2 separate regions of the Gossypium hirsutum genome follow, and region 1 is linked to region 2. A link is a contact called in public Hi-C data. All regions are on one chromosome and are shown on one strand. Each heading gives the region's core, a stretch centred on a gene start, on an enhancer-like site or on the middle of the called end of the contact. The rest is flanking DNA. Distances are from core to core; before and after follow the strand shown.

What was found. Hi-C and Micro-C count contacts between places; a contact is called where the count stands out from the background.
Region 1: a contact with region 2 is called in a Hi-C map of leaf, with 1.9 times the contacts expected there. The contact joins the promoter of LOC107887189 here to the promoter of LOC107887160 in region 2. A contact is called at or near these places in 2 of 34 Hi-C or Micro-C datasets (callus and leaf).

What each region holds. Positions count from the first base shown.
Region 1 is chrA03:46,468,398-46,474,396 of Gossypium_hirsutum_v2.1, forward strand. LOC107887189 (nudix hydrolase 4) reads left to right here and starts at 2,313. Exons shown (of 4, transcript XM_016811354.2): 1 at 2,313-2,846; 2 at 2,929-3,121; 3 at 3,213-3,341; 4 at 3,436-3,994. The coding sequence starts at 2,662. The coding sequence ends at 3,549.
Region 2 is chrA03:45,781,782-45,787,565 of Gossypium_hirsutum_v2.1, forward strand. It overlaps LOC107887160, which reads left to right and starts at 3,803. Exons shown (of 10, transcript XM_016811317.2): 1 at 3,803-4,166; 2 at 4,424-4,520; 3 at 4,614-4,764; 4 at 4,979-5,036; 5 at 5,124-5,245; 6 at 5,361-5,453; 7 at 5,612-5,784. The coding sequence starts at 4,045.

The DNA.
Region 1 (5,999 bases), core at 1,063-3,562, 690 kb after region 2:
ATTGGTTAAAAGATAGAAATAAAAATATTGTAGTCAATTGGGGGTTCGAATTATACTTGAAACTGTTAAATTAATTATTGAATACATAGATTTTCTTTGAAAATCAATTTTTCTTTTTTAGTGTTGAAACTAATGTAGTTGGTTCCACACTAGTTTCAGTCGATGTGCATTGTTCTAATAATAAACCAATGCAATCAACTTTTTTTTTGAACTAATTAAAATTATGGTCTATTTTGTTCACATTAGTTAAAACATTGTGCATTGACTGGTGTATAAATAATATTAAGAAATATAATTTTTTTTACTTTTTACTATTATGGTCATAAATAATAAAAAATTTTATTTGATCATAGTGTATCAATCTATGTATAAATATGTTATATTTTAAAATTTATTTAAAATTATTTATTTGATATTTGTAAATAATTTTTTATACATATATTAAATAATTTTTTTAAAAAATATCAATAAATTTGAAATAATATATCAAAATATATCAATATTGGTACACAACAATTCTAGCAAATAAATTATACATCTAATGGTGTGATACTAATTTAATTGAAATGGGTTGAAATTTGACATGAGTAGTAGTGAATTGATATTTTTTTTATTAATAGTTGATTTTAAAAATCGAGGATGTTAGGGTAGGAATTAATTACATAAGCATATGAAAATACTTTTGTAAGGTGTAAAAGGTAAAAAAGAACTTGCTGGGGTTGATTATTCAATAAATAAATGAGAAGTTGGAGTTGACGGGGCTGGAAGGAAATGAAGATAAAGCAAAATGGGGCATTAATTGTCTTTCACAATTGCATTGCGGCACCTAAAACCGTGTACGGGTACCGCTTCCTCCACTCTCAGACTGAGTCTTCCTCAAGTTGCTATGCAACACTGCCACGTGTTTCTGAGGCAACTCAACGCAAACTAACGCTCTCTCATGCGCGTCTTTCCTACCTCCTGACCATTTTCTTTCTTCTTGTCTGCTAGAATACAGAATTCAAATATCATCTTTTAACATTTAATTTAATTTACATCTAATATCTAAAAATAAATGTAATTTTTTAATATTAAGTTAAAATTAATTTCAAATATTTATTAATTAAACATTTAAATATTATATTATTTACTAATTAATTAATTGAAGTGATATGTTAAGTTGTAAAATGATAGAGATTAAAATTTTTATATTAATTTCATAAACTAATATTTTATAAATAAAATATGACAACCTTTTTATAATTAATTGAAATATATATATACATGAGCTAATGTAGATAATATAATTCAGTTATATTTTAATTAAGGATAACTATAAAACTGTAAAGACAAATTTAGTGAATAGAAAAGGTTGTAGGCCTTACAAAAACTATAAAAATGTCTTTTCTGAATAGACAATTTGACATTTGTCAGTATTTTAATTATGTCAAAAAAAAACTTTTGATATAAAAATAAACCGTGACTTCAAATTTTTGAAATGATAAATTTGAGAGAAGGAAAATTTTGAGGAATTGAATTCAAATCTCACATATATTTTAAATATATATATATTTATGTAAAAAGACCAAAAAAATAACCTCAAATTTATATTTGTTGTTTTATAAAAATGTTAAACTTTTGATAATTTTACAATTAAATTTATAGTGAAATAATTAAAATTTTAAATAATAGTGTAAATATATGATAAGTTGGCCTATTTGATTAATACTCTAACCAGTTCAATGCTCTAACGAGTTTCCACTCCGGATCGATACTCTAACCAATTCCCGGTCTAATTTATTTGATCAGCCAGTTTAATTTGACCCAAGCAACATTGATATTACGTGATAAGTAGGCTTAACGTTTACGATTAGATTATGATACCCACTTAAAAAATTAAAACTAAATATATCTAAACTTTTAATGTTACTTATTTTATTCTTTTAAATATTAAAAGAATTATCTCATAGTAAAGGTTTAACGTTTACGATTATTCAAATTTTTAGACTTCACAATTATATTTAAAGTTTAACAAATATATTATAAAATGTACTAAAAAAATAATTATATAAATAAATATAATACTTGTCACACTTTTAAGAGTCTAAAAAATTTTTAGATAACAAATAATTACTTAAAATAAAAATAAAATTATGAAAATGCATTTTAATTTTGTAACTAGGAGCCGAGCAATGGACATAGGATTGGTTGGATTATTATTAAGTAGTTAAGATTCGAGAGCTTTTCAAGGGTTTTTTGTCATCTTCTACTGATTGATTTATTTTGTAATAATTATAATGAGAAATAAAATAAATAAGAAAATTACATGCTTAACGTGTGAAGGATGACTTTTTTAATTAAAAAAACAATTTAGTGACTGTCTGAAATCAAAAACATGGCCGTATGGTGCAGGCGCGTCGGTTTTACAGAGGTTTCGCATCTCTTTCCTTTGTCTCCTTCCACTCTATATTAAACAGGTTGAAACAGAGCCAAACGCGGTTCTCTCTTGGTTGTCATCCACGCTCTTCACCAAATATCTATCTACAAATTGCAATCTCTATATCTGAATATTAGAGAGGAATAAATCTAAAACTCTGCAAAACCACAACGAAAGAAACCCATTTTCAATTTTTTTTTCTATTGCAAAATTTTCTGCTTTTTGTTTTGTCTGAAACTGAAGCCATGGGAGGGATATCGGGGTTGCTTATGAAATTTCCCTCATTGATCCACTTTTTGTTGTCTCTCCTGGAGAAAATCCCTGCGAGATTGCCTATGCCAATTGAGAAATTGGTTTCTCGTGTTTCATATCCTCGCACCGGCAGGCACTTGCAGCGCTATAATAACAGAGGCTTCCGCTTAGTTGTTGGGTAATCTTTTTCTTTCCTTCTCCTCTTTTGATTGGCTTGGTTGAATAGAAGGATTCTAATTATCAATATTTGGTTTGAGCAGGTGCATTCCCTACAGATACAGGGAAAGCGAAGATGCCAAGTCAATTGAGGAAGCGATTGAAGTTCTTGTAATAAATGCACAAAATGGGAAAGGGATATTATTCCCCAAAGGGGGTTGGGAGAAAGATGAATCCATGGAAGAAGCTGCCATTAGAGAGACGGTTGAGGAAGCCGGTGTAGTTGGCGTCATCGAAGTTAGTAATCTACCATAGGCTTTTCCATTTCAAACTCTTGATTCCATTTCTTTCTGATTTTAACTGGATGGATGTATATATATGTTTGCAGTGTAAATTAGGTAAATGGTGTTATAAGAGCAAAAGGCAAAGTATATACCATGAAGGCCACATGTTTGGTCTGCTTGTGAAGCAAGAGTTAGATGGATGGCCTGAGAAAAACATCCGAAAACGGGAATGGGTATGTATTTGGCTGCCATATATATGTATGTAAATGTTAATAATGAACTGAGTACGAAAGAGCTGAACATGTGTTGTTATTGTTATGTATGTAGGTGACAGTGTCGAAAGCTAGAGAAGAATGCCCGCATTTGTGGATGATAGAAGCCTTAGAAGAGTTGGTTTGGCGACAAACGCAGGCAGGTGCGGCCCAAGGAGGAAGTAAATGAAGTAGCAACTATGGAGTTTTGTTGTTTGAATTTGTAGGGTTAGGAAAAGAGATCATTGTAAATAAGAAGACATCAAAACGTTGGATTTCCGAACATTTGTTGGTTTTGTTCTGGTATTCATTTCAGTAGGTAGAAAATTTTTTCATTGATTCATTCATTTGATTTGGGGTTTGAATCCATACAAAAAGTATGATTCACATCAGAATTTAACCTCTGATCATTTAACTCTGGTTGGAGTTTGGTTAGGCCACGTGTTATTGATAAGGACATAGATTAAGCAACTGGTTTCACAAGTCCTCGGTTCAGGATTCAGCCACGTAGGCTTATTCCATTGTCTACACTACATTTCATTTTTCATTTCTTCACCGAATGACCGAAAGTCTATCCTTTGTAATTTCTCCCAATTTGTTTTACACTTATATATTTTGTGTTCATATTTATCTCATACGTGAGTCGTGTTATTAATGATTTCTATTAGGAATAATATTATATTTAGTCCTCTAATTTTACATAAAAAATTTATTTTAATTTTTTGTCTCTTTTAAATGTTAAATTTATATTATTTGTCAAATTATAGTATTCTAAAATGAATGAAAAAGTAAACAAAAATTAACTTTACTGGCATGATATACATTTAGGTTGTCATGTAAATCATATCAGCAATTAATTAATTTTTAAATATTAAAAAATTTAAAATTTATTAAATTTTTTTTAAAAATTGAATTAGACTGTCATGTGTATATTACAAATTTTACAAATGTTAACGTTTCTATTATTTTTTGTGATTTGATAAACAATGTAAATTTAATAATTAAAAGAGATAAAAAAATTTAATAGAAAATTAAAATAACTTTTATTTAAGATTAAAAAGGAAAACTGTTAATGTTTTTATACTTTCATTATTTCATAAATTTTTAATGTAATTTAAAGAAAAACTATAATTATCAATAGTTGTTACATTGTCATGATATATATCAATAGAACTATGATTTAGCGTCCCTTGATTTCTTTGATTATTAAATAGTAAAAATATTAATAATACATTTAGAGTGTGTTTTTGATTAGATAAAAAATTGAAGGGACGAGAAGAGAGAATGAAAAAATGATAAAAAATATGATTATTTTTCACCTAAATATATAGAAATCTATCATTCAATTTTACTTTTCACTTAACCTTTCCTCTAATAGTTAATCTATATCTATATATAATACAAAATCAGCTTCAAATGAAGATCAATTTAGACTATTCACATTTATATATAAAAGAACTAATAACGATAATCTTGGTATGTGAAGTAATTGATAAGATAATCTTCGCACTTTCAATAGTTTTTAATATCATATTAAAATTGAATTAATATAATTATTAATCATTAAATATATTTAGTTAATATTTTCTTTTTACATTTCATTCTTTTCCATTTTTATTTTTTCATAGTATTTATTTTTCTCAATTTTTTTTTTGTTCTCTGCTTACATTCGCATCAATAGTTTTTTCAATTCACTAATTTTATTTAAAAAATTCACACTAATTAAAAATATTTTAAATGTTTTACATTATAATATATTAATCTATATCTAATATCGATAAAATGTATATTTTCAATTTCTAAGGGTTTTATAGGAATGAATATCGTAAAAGTTGACTTTTCTTTTTTTCTTTTATTTTATTTATGTGGTTATTTTAATTAGTAATGTTTTTTTATATTTTCAATTTCTAAGGGTTTTATAGGAATGAATATCGTAAAAGTTGACTTTTCTTTCTTTCTTTTTTTTTTTTTATTTATGTGGTTATTTTAATTAGTAATGTTTTTGTTGGGTTTTTAACTTGCTCATTTTATGTTATGTTAGAATGAGAATAGATTTCTACTTGGGCCATAGATGTTTTTCACCCTTTTAGATATTTTATGTGTATATATAATATCCTAAAAATTACTACAATAAAAAAGTAAGATATTATTCTTAATATAGTAAAATAAGGAAATAAAGTGACAAAAAAGGAAATTTTTGAGTTATGTCAATATTGAAAAATATATTATGACATATTAATTCAAGAAAGGATTAAATCGCAAAAGTGAGAAAAGTTTTGTGCCCAACAGTAAATACTCAAAATTTGAGGGGTTAAAGTGAAAATATGAAAAATTTGAAGTACCAATAGTGAAATTATTTTAAGGGTGGAATGATCTAGAAACTAAGAAAAATGGATGAATTAGGACCAAATTGAATAGGTGAAAAATTATGAAGGACTAAATCGTAATTTTACCAAATTAAGTGATGAATCAAGAATGAAAATTTAAAAGATCATAAAGGGTAAAATGGTCAATTATAAAGAGAGAGAGCTCTAGAAGACAATGATGATATTAGAGATATTTTGATGATATTTTATAATTATTTTATTAATATTTTAATGAGATATTTTATTATTATTTTATTTAGTATATAAGGAAAGA
Region 2 (5,784 bases), core at 2,553-5,052:
AAGACATAAGTACAGATGTATTCCGAAAGCGATCCCCTAGCCTAACGAAAGTATAGTTTCTCACTCCCACTTAAAAGGTGTGACCCAACGGTCATGCGATATGATGCGAGAGTTTATAAAGAAGTTTAACGAAAAAACAAACTCAAGAAGGACACAGAAAATGCAAAGCGAGGATCGTGTATTTTTAGAAAAACTGAATTTCTAAATTTCGACAAGAAGACATAAAATAATCAATTTACAGCTCGACTCTCTTATAGTCCCCAGCGGAGTCGCCAAGTTGTCGAAACCATTTTTTTGAAAACGGGAAATCGACTTTTGAAAACGAAAAGTTGGGAGTCGCCACCAATCGTTTTTAATAGGGTGTGATTGGATCACCTCAAAACACGGTCGTTTTTAATAAATAAATAATTTTTTCAAAACGATGATTTTGGTCTGCAAAAATAGAAAACCGGTTCGGGAGTCAGTTACGTATGAGGAAGGATTAGCACCCTCGACACGCCCAAAATTGGTACTCGATTGATTATTTAGTGTCTTAATGTCGAAAATTAAAGATTTGGACAGAGTTCAAAACGCGATCCTCCTTTTACTAGCTTTTAAAACATTTAGGTAAGTCAAATGTGTATTAAAGACCATCTCACCTCAAGGTAAAACATTACATCCAGTACGTTAGGACATAACATTTTTGACCCTCAATTGTGAGCTTGCCTTTAAAACGTGCGTTTTAGCCTTAAGAGGATATTCGAATATTCAAAACAAACAAAGAAAGCGAAACCCAGTACGTTAGGGCACGATTCTTCAAATTCTTTAAATACCGAACATTGCCTTTATTTTGAAAATTTTTTAGAGTGAACTGGTAAGAGGATATTCGAATATTCAAGACAAACAAAGAAAGCGAAACCCAGTACGTTAGGGCACGATTCTTCGAATTCTTCGAAGTTGAGAGGGTTTGAATTAACGATGATAAAAGCCGAATCAGAATATACTTGTTTGGGTTTGTTTGGAGAAGAAATGAAACCACTAATGTTGGCCACATAAGTTGGAATTTAAATCACAATGATAGTAGGAGATAAGAACATAATCACGAACATGCATAATATTACATGGCAAAAGTTCTAGGCAAATAAATCATAATCATATGACAAGAAGGTATATGTAATGGCTACATACTTTATGCAAAGACTAATATTAACACACAAAGGCCAATGAATTACAATTCAATTTTTAGAAAAGTGCCAAGCAAATGAACACAAATGAAATGAAGCAAGTTTTAAAATAAAGAAGAATTAATAATGTGAGAAATGAAAAATGTGAAATCACCGATATACAAACAACAAAAAACGAGTAATATATGAAGGAGTTTTGAAAAAGTACTAAAAAACAAAATACATAATATACAAAATATAAATACTTCCAGGCAAATAGTATGCATATAAATAAATAATTCACATGAAATGAAGAGAAAAGGGAAAAAATATTAATATGTAAAATAATATATAAACTAATTTTAGAATAAATGTCACGTGTGAAGTAAGCTAAAATGAATTATACAAAACCATATCTATATTTGTATATCAATTTAAAACAAATAGTATATATATACAATACAAGCAATTTAATAAAAATAATAGCGTAATATTAAAGCAAAGAATACTTATAACAAAAAAAAAATCAAAAAAAGTGTGCTATGAGATAAAATGTAAAAAAAAAAATTCAAATGAAAATAAAACAGTATGAAATAAAATAATTCAAAATCATATGTTTAAATAGTATTTTTTTTTAAAAAATGAATAACTTAGAAACTTAATTGAAATAAAAGTAAAACTAAAGGGATAATTTATAAACAAAGCAAATTATTAGAACAGGATCAAGGACCAAAAAACATGCGCCCACATATTCGGGGATTTAAGCGGAAAATATCCCAAAACCCCAAAACACCGTGTTTAGGCGAGGATTAAAACTAAACTGATATAAAGTTCCTGGGAAAAATTTTAAAAAAAATAAAAGAGAAAACATTGGCCTAATCGGACAGCAATGCAGAGATGGGGAACTAACTACGCAAATAACCCCTTAAAGGGGAGAATGAGCAAATCCAACATATGGATTAATGCGCAGACTACTTTTCACCCCCCAAAGTACTGTTTCAAAATTAATTGACCATTATTTTTTTTTCTTACAACATTAAAACCCTTTTTCTTAGAAACCAAAAGCTTTCTCTTTTACTCTAAAAAACCCTGTAGGTTTTAGCCTCCACAGTACCACCATCAAATTCGGTAGTCGGTAATGCGTGAAGAGAGTCTCCGACTCCGCTCAGGCCATACTCAGAGACTTAGTCGCCTCTCAACATCAGGAGAACGAAGGGAAAAGACCTAAACCGAGGCTCCAATCGATGAACCAAAGGCGAGTTCCCCTTTTCCCCTTTTGTTGTTTTTTCAAGCAGTAGATAAATCAAAGAGACAGCAGCCAAAAATAGAAAGAAAAATGGGACTTAGAATCACCTTTAACCAATATTGTTGCTATTGATTTCTGTATATGTTTGATTTTTGTATCTATCTCCCTCTTTTTTCTAAAATAAAAAAAACCCATTACAATACTTTCCAAAGACTTTTATAGCCTATTTTACAACTTATTTTGCTTGTTTGTAGGTTCATTTGAGCACGTCTTTGATGTGGCCTAGTAGAGGAGTGCACGACGCGGAGGGACGCGCGACGTGCGGTGCTTGGGAACCTCCACGGTTGCAGCGGCTGAGGGTGTTAGATGCTAGAGTTTTCATTTTTCTTTAATTTTGTTGGGCTGTTAGGGTTGTTTTGGGTTTAAGTCTGATGGGTTTAGGGTTTGGGTAATGGTTTGTATTGGGCTTAGAGATTGGATTAAGTTTGTTTTGTTAATTGTTTTGGGTTTTAAATGTATTGGGCCCTGGGTATAAATTGGGCTTAAGAAGCAATATAAATAAAACACCAAAAAAAAGATACCGAATTCATATATATAAAGCAATTATATTTATCGGTAAGATGTATACATATTAAATAGGTAGAAAAATTTTAATCCTTAGCAGTTTCTGACTTGAATTTAAATAAAAAATAAGATTGAATAATAACATTAAAATAGTTGCAATTTAACAAGTAAATATTTTTAAAATAATAATAAAATTAACAAAAAAATAATGTTATATATTATCTAAACAATAATAATAAAATAGTACTAATATAATAGTAAAAAGATAGTAAAATAGAGAAATAAAAACAACAAAAAAATATCATCAAAACAACAAAAATAGTAAAAAAAATTGTCCTTTTGTGAATTTGGGTCGGGCCCGGGCAAAAAATACATTATCCAAGGCCCGACCTATTTTTAAATATGTCTTATTGTTTTTGCCCAAATCTATTTGTTGGTCTATATTTTTGTCTAAATCCTAACACTTTTCGAGCAGAGTTTTAGACTGAATCGGATGGCTTAACCTATGAACAAGTCTAGATATACGAAAGAAAATATTTTTAGTAATGTTATGCATAAATTAAAATGTATAATAATTTTAAATAAAATTTAAGGTTGTATTCATGGAATATTAAATTTATTTTTTTTGGTAAGTGAAATTAAAATTATTTTGAATGATAAGTTGTGATGGTATATACCAAAAGTAGTTATATTTTACAGAGAAAAACAAATAATGACACCTAGCATGTAGTATAACTCTATTGGTGGATCCCTCCCTCTTATGTCGTCAGCAAAATACAATTCCATCAATTTGGAAATATCAAAATAGTTAATAAAAATTATTAACGGTGTAAACTAAATTTTTTAATGTTTTTTAACCCTTTTTTTTTCCTTTCTGTTTCTCTTGTTGCTTCTGCCTCTGTTCCCTCCCTTCTTCATTAAAGTAGTTTTTCTATGTTAAATTTCATTTCGGCACATTCATGGAGAATTAAGTTATTTGATTGTAAAGTTGGGGTGGGTCTTTTCTTCTTCATTTGGGGCTTTACAATAACATCCCTCTCTTTTCCTTTTTGTTCCTTCAATTTTGGTACTCTATAAATTAAATTTCTTCACATGAAAAGGAAGGACAAAGAAAGTGATAAAACAATGGCTGATTCCACTGAGTTGGACTTGCAGAGCAGCAGCGATTACTCTTTTGTATGGGATCCTCAAACTCACCTCTATTTTCATGCCAGGTTGATTTATTTATTTACTTCAAATTTTCTATTTTATTTTTTATTTATCTATAAACTATTACTATTAATTCTTCCTCTCATTTTTATGAAATTACTTTTTATATTTGAGAAATTAATTGTAGATTTTTTTTCCTTTAAACTTCGATGATTCTATCCCAATATGTCATACAATTGGTTTTTTTTTCCTCTCTCTGTCTCTCTCAATGATCTTTTGTTCATTTTGGCACCGTACGCCTTCGTTTGATTTGTTGCAGTAGTGGATTTTACCATGATCCTGATGCCGGATGGTACTATAGCAGTAAATATGGTCTCTATTACACATTTGAGAATGGAAATTATGTGCTTTTGGACATGGTAGTTAGCTCATACCTTCTTTTATCTGGATGATTAATCCTATGTTCGGTATGCTTTTCATGTTAGGTTTTTGATTCCAAAATGATTTTGCAGGAAGGAGCTGTGGCTGATAATTCTGTTTTAGATGAGCCTTGTGCCACTGCGTCTTATAATGGTCCCGAGTATAATCGCTCTTCGTCTCAGGGCAATGAAGTTGATGCTCAGAATACTACTATAAATGTTGCTGATGAATCTACTAGTACAGGTAAAATTTCTCTTTACTCAATATTATGCTGTGGAATGATTGAAGGGTAGTTGAAGGAACAAGTTTTCTTTGAGCGGTGCAATCTGTGAATCTGATTCATTAGTACAAAATTTCATCTCAAAAATAAGTTCTACTTTTGTAAATAATGTTCTGTTGATTGGATTCTCTTTCGCTCTAGTGCTTTAAACCAATTCACGGTACTTCTGATTACCAGGTCCGATAGAGGACACCAGTGCTCAAGCATCTGAGCAGCCACCACCACCATCAGAGTGGTTTGCTACTTCTGACATTTTATATCCTATATTTTGGTTGAACTAGTTGATTACGTGTTTTCTTACTGAGGTATCATCTTGATTCAGGTTAGAAGACACACTCATCGACCTTTATCTTTCTGGGTATAACTTAGCTGCCAATTCTGCTGCTGATGCAAGTATTTCGTTGGAAACAGACGAAAAAGAGAATTTCAAGTTTCCTACTGATGGTTTGTCACAAATTTGCTTGTTCAAAATTTCTAAATGCTTGCTAGCTTCTGAAGATGATTGTAAAAAGTTGGTTATGTTCTGAAACTTATCTAACGGTGTTCTGTTGAGGGGCAGGAAATGATGAGATGTACGAGTTGGACGAGGGTGAATGGATCCCAGAGGAAAGCTTTGGTTTGGGCGGTTCAAGTGAAGTTGTCCCATATGAAGGTCTTGCGACAACGTTGCTATTGTTACATTTGACTGATATCCAATTTATTTGAAATAAACATCTACTTCAGTTTTGCCTACAAATTTTAACTCTTAAGGGATTCCTGTGGGACAAGTTCCACGAGTCTAAATGAACACACTGGAAAATTTTCATTCAGGTGATACATGGGATGAAGAGAACTGGCGAGCCCAATACGGACAAGTCACACGTTGCAAAGATGAGCCCTTGCTAGAATTTCCAGTTGTGGATTTGTGGGATTGGAGTATGGTGACAAAACCAAAAGAGGATGGAAAAAAGCAAGTGGCTAGACTGATAGGTCGGCTGGTGAAG